Linked DNA regions of Gossypium hirsutum: region 2 is linked to region 1. The links are chromatin contacts, called in public Hi-C maps. All regions are on one chromosome and are shown on one strand. The core of a region is the stretch at or near the end of the contact, and the rest is flanking DNA. Distances in the headings are between cores, read along the strand shown.

The links. A called contact is a pair of places that touch in the nucleus more often than the background predicts.
Region 2: a Hi-C map of leaf shows a contact between it and region 1, with 4 times the contacts expected there. The contact joins the enhancer-like site here to the promoter of LOC107950472 in region 1. A contact is called at or near these places in 5 of 34 Hi-C or Micro-C datasets (all in leaf).

The regions. Positions count from the first base shown.
Region 1 is chrD03:4,177,975-4,182,419 of Gossypium_hirsutum_v2.1, reverse strand. It overlaps LOC107950472 (O-fucosyltransferase 39), which reads left to right and starts at 2,001. Exons shown (of 11, transcript XM_016885323.2): 1 at 2,001-2,515; 2 at 3,179-3,241; 3 at 3,351-3,435; 4 at 3,561-3,631; 5 at 3,713-3,801; 6 at 3,899-4,102; 7 at 4,207-4,445. The coding sequence starts at 2,378.
Region 2 is chrD03:4,227,181-4,231,671 of Gossypium_hirsutum_v2.1, reverse strand. No RefSeq gene overlaps it. Among protein-coding and RNA genes, the nearest start is that of LOC107950470, 16 kb to the right of the region's middle. Within about 2 kb of position 2,246, at least 2 of the 9 cell types and tissues checked have an H3K27ac peak or open chromatin away from gene starts, as enhancers often do. A contact at or near this core is called in leaf, where this site is marked.

The DNA of each region.
Region 1 (4,445 bases), core at 752-3,251:
AAATTTATTACCCGTATTTTCTTTTTAATATATGAAAATAAAAAAATTTGGGTCCTACAAATATATAATCTTTCGCTTTTTAAATGTTTAAAATATAACATAACATTTTAATAATATGAGTTGGCTGAGTGAATTGGATACTTAACTCAATTCTATTTTATAATAAAAAAGATGTCATGATTTTGATAGGATAAGGAAGATAATAAATAAAGGTTCCATCTAAAAGCATGATAAAAGAATATATAAAAAATAATATCATTTTATGATTATGATGTTTAAAATATGTTATATATATATAATAGTACGAGTTTAAATTTTTTTTATTTAAATTGACGAGAATATCTTTTATTTTTATCATATTATTAAATTGACATTTAAAAATAATTATAATATTTAAAAATTATTAATTAAAAAGAGTCTACATAAAATAAAATTTGTTATAATTATAAATTTAACAATAATTATAATTTAACAAATATTGTGATAATTATTACATATTTAAAAATACTTATAATTTAATTACATTTATTATTGAAAAAAATTAATTAAAATGATTGTAATTGATTAAAACCTAATACTCCTAAATGAATTAGTTATTGGAGAAAGGGAATGAATGTGGCACTTTTAATCAACAAAGTTTTTCTTTTTAATTATTAATCATAATTTTTAAAAAATATATAAAAATATTAATTAAATAAAGCTCCATATTTATGAGTTATGACCATTAAACCCCCCCCCCAAAAAAAAAAAAAGAAAAAAAAAGAAAAACAGATATCCTTACATCAAGCTGTAATGAAAAAGTTGGACTAAATTTTACCCTATTTGGTACCTTAAATTAATGACCTTTATTTCCTTGGATTTTAGAAGATCAAATTCTATTATTAGACCCTGTATTTTGTGCAGATTATGAATTTAGTAAGTATATTTTAATTTGATCATTTTGGTCATTATACTTTTCAAATTGGTCAATTATAGTTTTTTATACATTTTGAATTTTGAAATTTTAGTCCCGATCAAATGATAGCAGTTAAATATGTTTGATTAAATTTTACTATTAGTCTTGTATTATGTGTAAAGTTGTAGATTTAGTCTATATTTATAGGGGTGAAGCCAAAGATCTTTTTGAGGGGCTAAATTTAAGTTACATATTTTTATAAGAGCTAAAATGTATTTTTACCATTTTATCAGCTTATAGCTAAAAGGATTAAATTAAAAAAAGCTGTCATTCTTTGAAGGGTTAAAGTATAATTTGATCATACACTACCTTATAATTTTATAAAACTTAAAGGCTAAACATGTTTAGCTCATCGGTCCATATATGTACTTTGGCCCTGCCTGCCCCCAACATTGCTCATCGGCCCATATATGTTCTCCAACTAGATCATTTTTAGTCGCTATATTTTTAAAATTTCAAATTTAAATCTTAAAATCTATTAACTTTTTTTTTTGTAACATGCGAAAATAATAAGCTACATGACATTATACACACAACAATATATTTATCGCATTAAATTTTAAAAATAACAGAATTTAAATTATTGAATTTGATAGCTACCATTTGGTGAAGACCAAAATTTCAATCTCCAAAAATATAGAGATTAAAGTTGACCAAATTAAAGTATAAGGACTAAAACGACAACTTACACATAGTTCATAGACTAATAGACGAATTTAACCATTTTAGACAAAACTAAAAAAAAAATTGTTAAGATGGGGCCCCCATTTCATGATATCACAGCTTCCATCCGTAATCATACATAAACCTTAAAGGCTTCAACAGTTTTCAAGTCTCAGTGTCGGTGGTCTAATTTTTATAATCACAGTTTTAAATCAAAAAAAGACGAAAACTTTAATCTAAAAACTTTAACAAAAAAAGCCCATCACCTTACCTTACTGTTTAATTTTTTTCACAACCCTTTAAACCAAAAAAAATTATGAAAAAAAAGGTTTTAAAGATTCTAAATTTATCATTAGTCATGTCCAAAAAATAAATTTACCTATTTTTTTTTCATGCACAAGCATAAAAAGCTTTAAGCTTTTCCTTTTTTTAATCTATTGTTTGTTTTTTCTGAAAGGGGACCCTTTATAAAGGACACAGTTTTCCATAATCAAAGCTATACAGGTGTCCAGAAAATGAAAGAAAGTTAAGAGAGAAAAAGAAAAAAGGAAACAGAAAAAGATGAGAGAATTCATGTGATGTTGGGGATGCTTTGATTTGAGCTTTTTATTGGTTGTTGATTAGATTTTCTTTGTGTTGCTTGTTTTAGTGGTGTTATCACTATCAAGCAAGCTATATCAACAAAGAATAAATCCAAAAAAAAAAAAAACTGAGGGAAAGTGATCATCTTGGAGATCTGGGTTTTTTTTTCAGCTTTTAATGGAAAAAATGATGAGGTTTCAGTATAAGCCTGTTAGAAGACAAGAAGCCATTGTTGGGTTGTTTGTGTTGCTTTTCCCAGTTCTTTTGCCTTGTTTTTTTGCTTCATTCAGCCATGCTTCCCCTTCAACATTCTTGGTACGTTCCTCTATACATATACATATATATGTATATAGCTTAGTAGAATTTTCTTTTTTGTATGGAAAAATGGGTTCCTGGTTCTCAGTTTCTTCGTGGAAAATTTCATGGAAATGAGAAATAAAAAGTTTGCAGTTTATTAAAAATGTAAAGTTAAGGGTTTGTTTTGAGTATATTTTGCCGACAATGGTTCAAGTGTGTCTGGTAATTATATTGCTTTAATGAAAATTATGCCAAAACTAGAATTTTTTTTTTGTCTTGGTAGGTAATATATTAGTTAATTTGCTTGAACTGGAAAAAAATTGAAAAATAATGTTCACCAATTCAGCTTTTCTTCATTTCTTGTAAATTTTTCTTTAGCCTTTGCAAGTGTTTTTCAGTTAAATTAAGCATCTTCTCCCACAAAATTCACAAATTTATATATATATATGTGTGTGTGTGTGTGTGTGTGTGTGTGTGTATGTGTATATATATAAAAGTTAATAGTTTTACCAGCTCTTTATGCAGAGTTCTCCCATTAGTTTATTGATAATATAGTGATAGTGTTCGTAATTTTCTCTTTGGGGAGGAAATGGAACTTTAAATTTATCTGGTTTGTTGAATTATTGCTTTGGCTATGAAAGGAAATTAATTGATTGTGCTGCCCTTTGATGTTTGTTGCAGGAGTGGAGTGTTCCGAAACCTCGACATTTACGGTTACTCGCGAGTGCCTTACAACGTGAAAGTGTGAGTATGTTCGCGTGCCTGCGTATATGCATATGTTGTGATTTTCCTTTTATGACTCTATGTTGACTGGTGATTTTGATGTTTGATTTACTTTTGTGTTTGTATTCAGTCTGATGGAGAACCGACTGATCTTTGGGCTCCTTTGGCTGACCAAGGGTGGAGACCATGTCTTGGTGGATCCGTAAACGCCCCACGTGAGTGACAAAATTTTCAAGTTTTGGTTTGTTTTTTATTGTTGGTATTCCGTGTTACGAGACTTGTGTTTGCGGTGTTAATGATACATTTTCTTGGATTTTTGGTCTTTGATTACTTTGAGCAGCGTTGCCCCAGAAATCTGAAGGATATCTTCAGGTCTTTCTTGATGGAGGGCTTAACCAGCAAAGAATGGGGGTTGGTCCTCATTCAAGTGCTTTACAATTATGAAACATTCGATGATTCTAGTTTTACTAAACATTTCCTTTTTGTTTCTAGATATGTGATGCGGTTGCCGTTGCTAAAATATTGAATGCAACACTTGTGATCCCGTATCTCGAAGTAAATCCGGTTTGGCAAGATTCAAGGTACTTTTATATGGAAGGGAATCATCCTTTCAAGTTCTTATTCTAAGTGGAAATTTTCTAGTTTTCGCCCGGTTTAAGTAAAATATTTTCCCTGCAGCTCATTCATGGATATATTTGATGTGGATCACTTTATTAATGTATTGAAGGATGACATATCGATTGTCAAAGAACTACCTGATGATTTCTCTTGGAGCACAAGAGAGTATTATGCCACTGCTATTCGACCAACCCGAATTAAACGAGCACCTGTTCATGCATCTGCAAACTGGTACCTCGAGAATGTCTTGCCTGTACTTCAGAGGTTAGTTAGCAACTCGAACCATTTGATTCGAACAGACATTTTAGTCGCTTTTGACAGTTTCTGGACATATCATAGTTCTTACTCTTCTTCTGTTTTTTTAACAGCAATGGGATTGCTGCAATTTCTCCGTTTTCTCACCGTTTGTCTTTCAACAACTTGCCGAGTGAAATCCAGAAGCTACGTTGTAAAGTCAACTTTAAAGCACTTGTTTTTGTTCCGCACATTCGAGCACTTGGAGATGCCCTTGTCCATCGCCTAAGGTATCCTCCTACTGAAAGTCAACCACTTATTACCGATGATCTCACTGGGACCACTGATCGAAATGTTAAACAAATGCCACAGA
Region 2 (4,491 bases), core at 997-3,496, 49 kb before region 1:
TTGCTCCATTGTTTGTCCAAATTCCAAATGAAATTAGATACGGGTTGCATTAATATTAAATATTGAGCGCAATGGTAAAATATATTTTATTCTTAAGAAGAGAATTTAAATTTGAATTGTGAAGATAATATTATTGAGAGAGGCAATTACAAATCTTGTAAGAATTAATTTTCTTAAACCGTATATATGAGTTAACATGATTAGATATCTTTCGTTATCTCCCCATATTCTTGCTTTGAATGGTTAAACAACGAGGATGATAGACAATGAAATGGTCAAAAGAAGAGAGCTTAGAACTGTCATAAAGACATAAAATTTTAGTCCCACAAAGACAAGCAAATGTAAAAGAATGGGTGAATAGAATATGATTCAGTGTATATATGACATCCCAAGTTGTCCAGAGGAAAAAAAAAACAAAACAAAACTAGCAGTCACATTGTAAGAAACGAGCCAAAATATATGCTATAATGATTAAAGAAACCTTTTTTAAGATTATTTTTTTGGCCTTTTTCTTGTTCTGACTAAATTAATTAACTATTTTGGGCAAAAACGTCTACAATTGAGCTTTGAAAATTCTAAGTCCAAAGAATGCTCAACAAGGCGTGACTAAAGGTTTTGGTCCTCTCCCACTCCTAGGGACATTACCTTTCCCACAAGGAAAAAAGAAAATGAGATTCTCATCATTGGTGTTTTCTAAATGTGGGTGTTTGAAAGTTTGATTAAAACTCATCAAAATAATTGAATCAATCGATTTAAATTTCGTTAAGTTAATTATCGATTAATTAGAGAAAAACAAGTAGAATGATTAACTCGAATCGATTTCTATCTTAATTTGAATTAACTGAGTTTAAAATATATATTAAATTTATAACTTTTAAAAACATATAAATCCAAACACAATCCTTTACCTAAATTCAAAACCCAATTATAATTACTAATTTCCTACACACTATCCAAAAATTGAATCCAATTAATAAATTATACATATTACTCAAAAATGAAACCCAAAAGTATTAAAATATGTTACCTTTAAATAAGTATATGTGTTCTAAATCCGTAGTTTCCGCACGCATAATATGGTAAAATTTATAGTTATTGTTATCCTCAAATCTGAAAAATATTTTTTTTTTTATTTTTTATTCTTATGAAATAGTCAATTTTTTTATTACCAAAGTAAATATAAAATCAATTTGGTCACATACTTAAATAATAGTCTAGATAAATAACTTAAATTAATAACTTAATAATTTCGCAATAAAAATAAAGAAATAGGAAATAATGTCAATTAACCAACCAAAAGAAACCCCATGTGATAGCCTAATGGTCAAGGGTATTCATCATCCTAGGTGTGGCCTGGATTCAAGTCGCGCTAGTCGCATTGGTTGTTCGGGATTTACCCTATTATTGTAATTCAACAAAAAAAAATCCAATTTAATTTTGTCAAAGTCGATTCAATTTTGATTTTCTTTAAGTAAAAAAAAACATTTCAGTCATTTTTCGAGTTTTTTTGGATCCAACTAATCAATTGTCACTTTTGTAGTGTTTATATCAACTCTTTAAATTAATTTGTAAAGACTTGAACTTATTAAAAGCATTATTTTTATAATCGAATTAGATCATATCAACTTGTTGAATTGAAAATTAATTATGGTATCAGTCTAGAAAAATATTAAATCGATTTATCCGTAAATAGATTGAACTCATTAAATTGAATAATCAAATCAATTAAACTGATTAAATTGATCAAATTAAAAATTGATGATTTGACCAGTTTAATCACCAATCAAATTTTAAAAACCTTACCTTACATTTATTGTGAAGTTATTAAGCTATTAATTTAGATGCTCCAACAGGCCCTAACTACAGCGACTAGCTAGTTTAAGGGTTGCCCAATGGAGTCAGATATTGGAAATTGAATAACTTTTAGCCCAAAGTATAATCACAAAGGAAGATAAGTAGGTTCATGTGGTGTAGTTATGATATTATATATTTTCAAATTTCTTTTTAATGACATAATAATGTTTAAAGTGTAACTATTGGCAAAGACTGAAGTTTTGGGACTTCAGATTAATTTAAGGTTAAGTTTTAATATTTAAAAGGACCAATTTGCTTAATATCAATTTTGAAAGGGACTAGAAAAATGTTTTTACCAAATTATTCAGATTTTGGGCCTTATGTAGAATAGGATTGATATTAGTCAATGAGAAATTTTGGGCCTTCAGGATGACTTGAAAATAATGAGGAGAGCAGGGCCGGCCCAAAACATAAGTCCACACTTATAATGAATTTGATAATTTTAAACCCAAATAAACACATCTTGATTGAATCACAAGTGAAGCGACAAATAACTTTAAAAAGTTACTGAATTGTTCAAAAGTTTTTATTTAAGTCACTAGATTGTTAAGCTATTTTTTTTCTTAAAGTCCGGCTAGTAAGCTCCAAGCGACGGTTTGACGATTAATACACTGGGTCAATACCGGTCGACGAGTAGAAGAACATACCTTAGATCTAAGTCAACCTGACTATCAATATCGAAGATTAGAGAAAAAAAACTATTTGGATCTTGGTTCGCAGGTTCGTGACGTTCAAAGTTATTTCATGAAAAAAAAACTAAATTATAAAATAGAAGGAGAATGAGAGCTTTTGACTGGTGCAGGCGGTGCGAACAAAGAAGGCCATACAACAACGATTTTAATAGTTCAATGACTTGAATGAAAATTTTCAAATCGTTCAATGACCATTTTACAACTTTTTAAAGTTGAGTGACTAAAACATAAACTTACTAATAATTTAATGGCGTTGGGTGTAATTGACCCTAAAATATTTATACAAATGTAGAGATAAAAACACTTTAATAAATAATAATGATTAGGAATTAGTGTTACATGTGTATCATAACCAATCATTGATCTATAACACAAACCAATTACTTGGCAAAATGAACAATCCTAGTAATAGCAAAAGTGACCCAACAAATTTATTTTCTCCAACCACACCAACTCCCACATGGTAAAGACAAAACAGGTGGTTGGGTTGGTTGAGGGTTTCAACTTCAAACACACCAAATTTAGCTGTGCATCACATGTAAAAAGCCCATCACTTATCTTTTGTTTCCTTTGCAGGACATCGTTCCACAGATCATTTCCATGGTTTTTTTTGCTTTTTGGGTATCATGTAATGTTTGGTCTCTCTTCACTTTAGATACTTGTGGAATTTTTATAAAAGCATTCATTACAATCCATGGTGTTAAAAAAACTAGCCCCACTTTTCTTAATTGGTTTGAGTATACTTTAAAGGTATTTTGATGGGGAATGTTTGATTACTTTTATTTACATTAATTAATATATTTATGCTATTCTCGTTAATTGGGTTAAAATGTAATATTTTGATATTTGTTTAACGGAATATAAGATTATTTAAATATACATTTTATTAAATTGTTTTTAATTATAAATAAAGATAAAAAGGAAAAGAAAAAAGAAAAATTATTAAATTATGATGAGAGTGAAACTGAGCTTTGGAAATTTTTTTAAAAATAATAATATGTAAAATGTTCAATTTTTTAAACTAGTTTATAATTAAACAATGAAAGAAGCAATTATAGTAATATGAATTTATTAACCCTATTTTTAGGGGGAAAAAAGGAAAGATTAAGGAAGGAAAAGACCTTTTTCCCCTTCACTCCCAATCTAAACATAGTCCAACGGTAATTATTTGGAAAGTTTTTATTCCATAAGCAGGGTTGATATTTTGCCACAATGTCTTTAGAGGTGGCGCCCGAGAAAGGTTGGCAACAGCCTCGACCTCCTTAAAATGGAAAATTAGTTTTTGCTTTATAAATTTTATAAAATTTTAAAATAGTACATGGTGAAACTGTACTTTGACTCCCTAAAAATGATAAAATTTTAATTTAGTCTTTTAAAAAATTATAAAGATATAAACCATTAAAATTTTGAAATTACATTTTAGCTCTCATAAAAATATACAACTAAAATCCGTCCAAAAAAATATTTTTAGCTTCACTCATGCATGCCTTATTTATTTAATTTAAAAAATTTTAAATACAATTTAAAGACACATTACAAAATCTTAACCTGTTTATGGAGTTAAAATTTTTCGTTGCTAATGTACCAAACAAATATTTATTCATTAATACTAATTAATTAAAAAGATAATGTAATCTATAAAATATAATATAATAAATAAACGTTGAGTTTCTTCAAACCAATAATAAGAATAAACAAAACTTATAATAAGTAAATAAATATGATTGCAATGTTACTTGAAAAAATATATTAAAAAATAGAGAAATTAATTCATTAAACTATATTAATTTCCTGAATTTTTTGTATTGATTTTACAGAAAATAGATCGAAGTCATTAAGAATGGTCATGTTACCAAAGTCACGTACGTTTACTTAACAAACATGTGGTGTTGAGGTCATCTCCACATTATTGAATCTCAGCATCGATGGTAATATCATATAACTA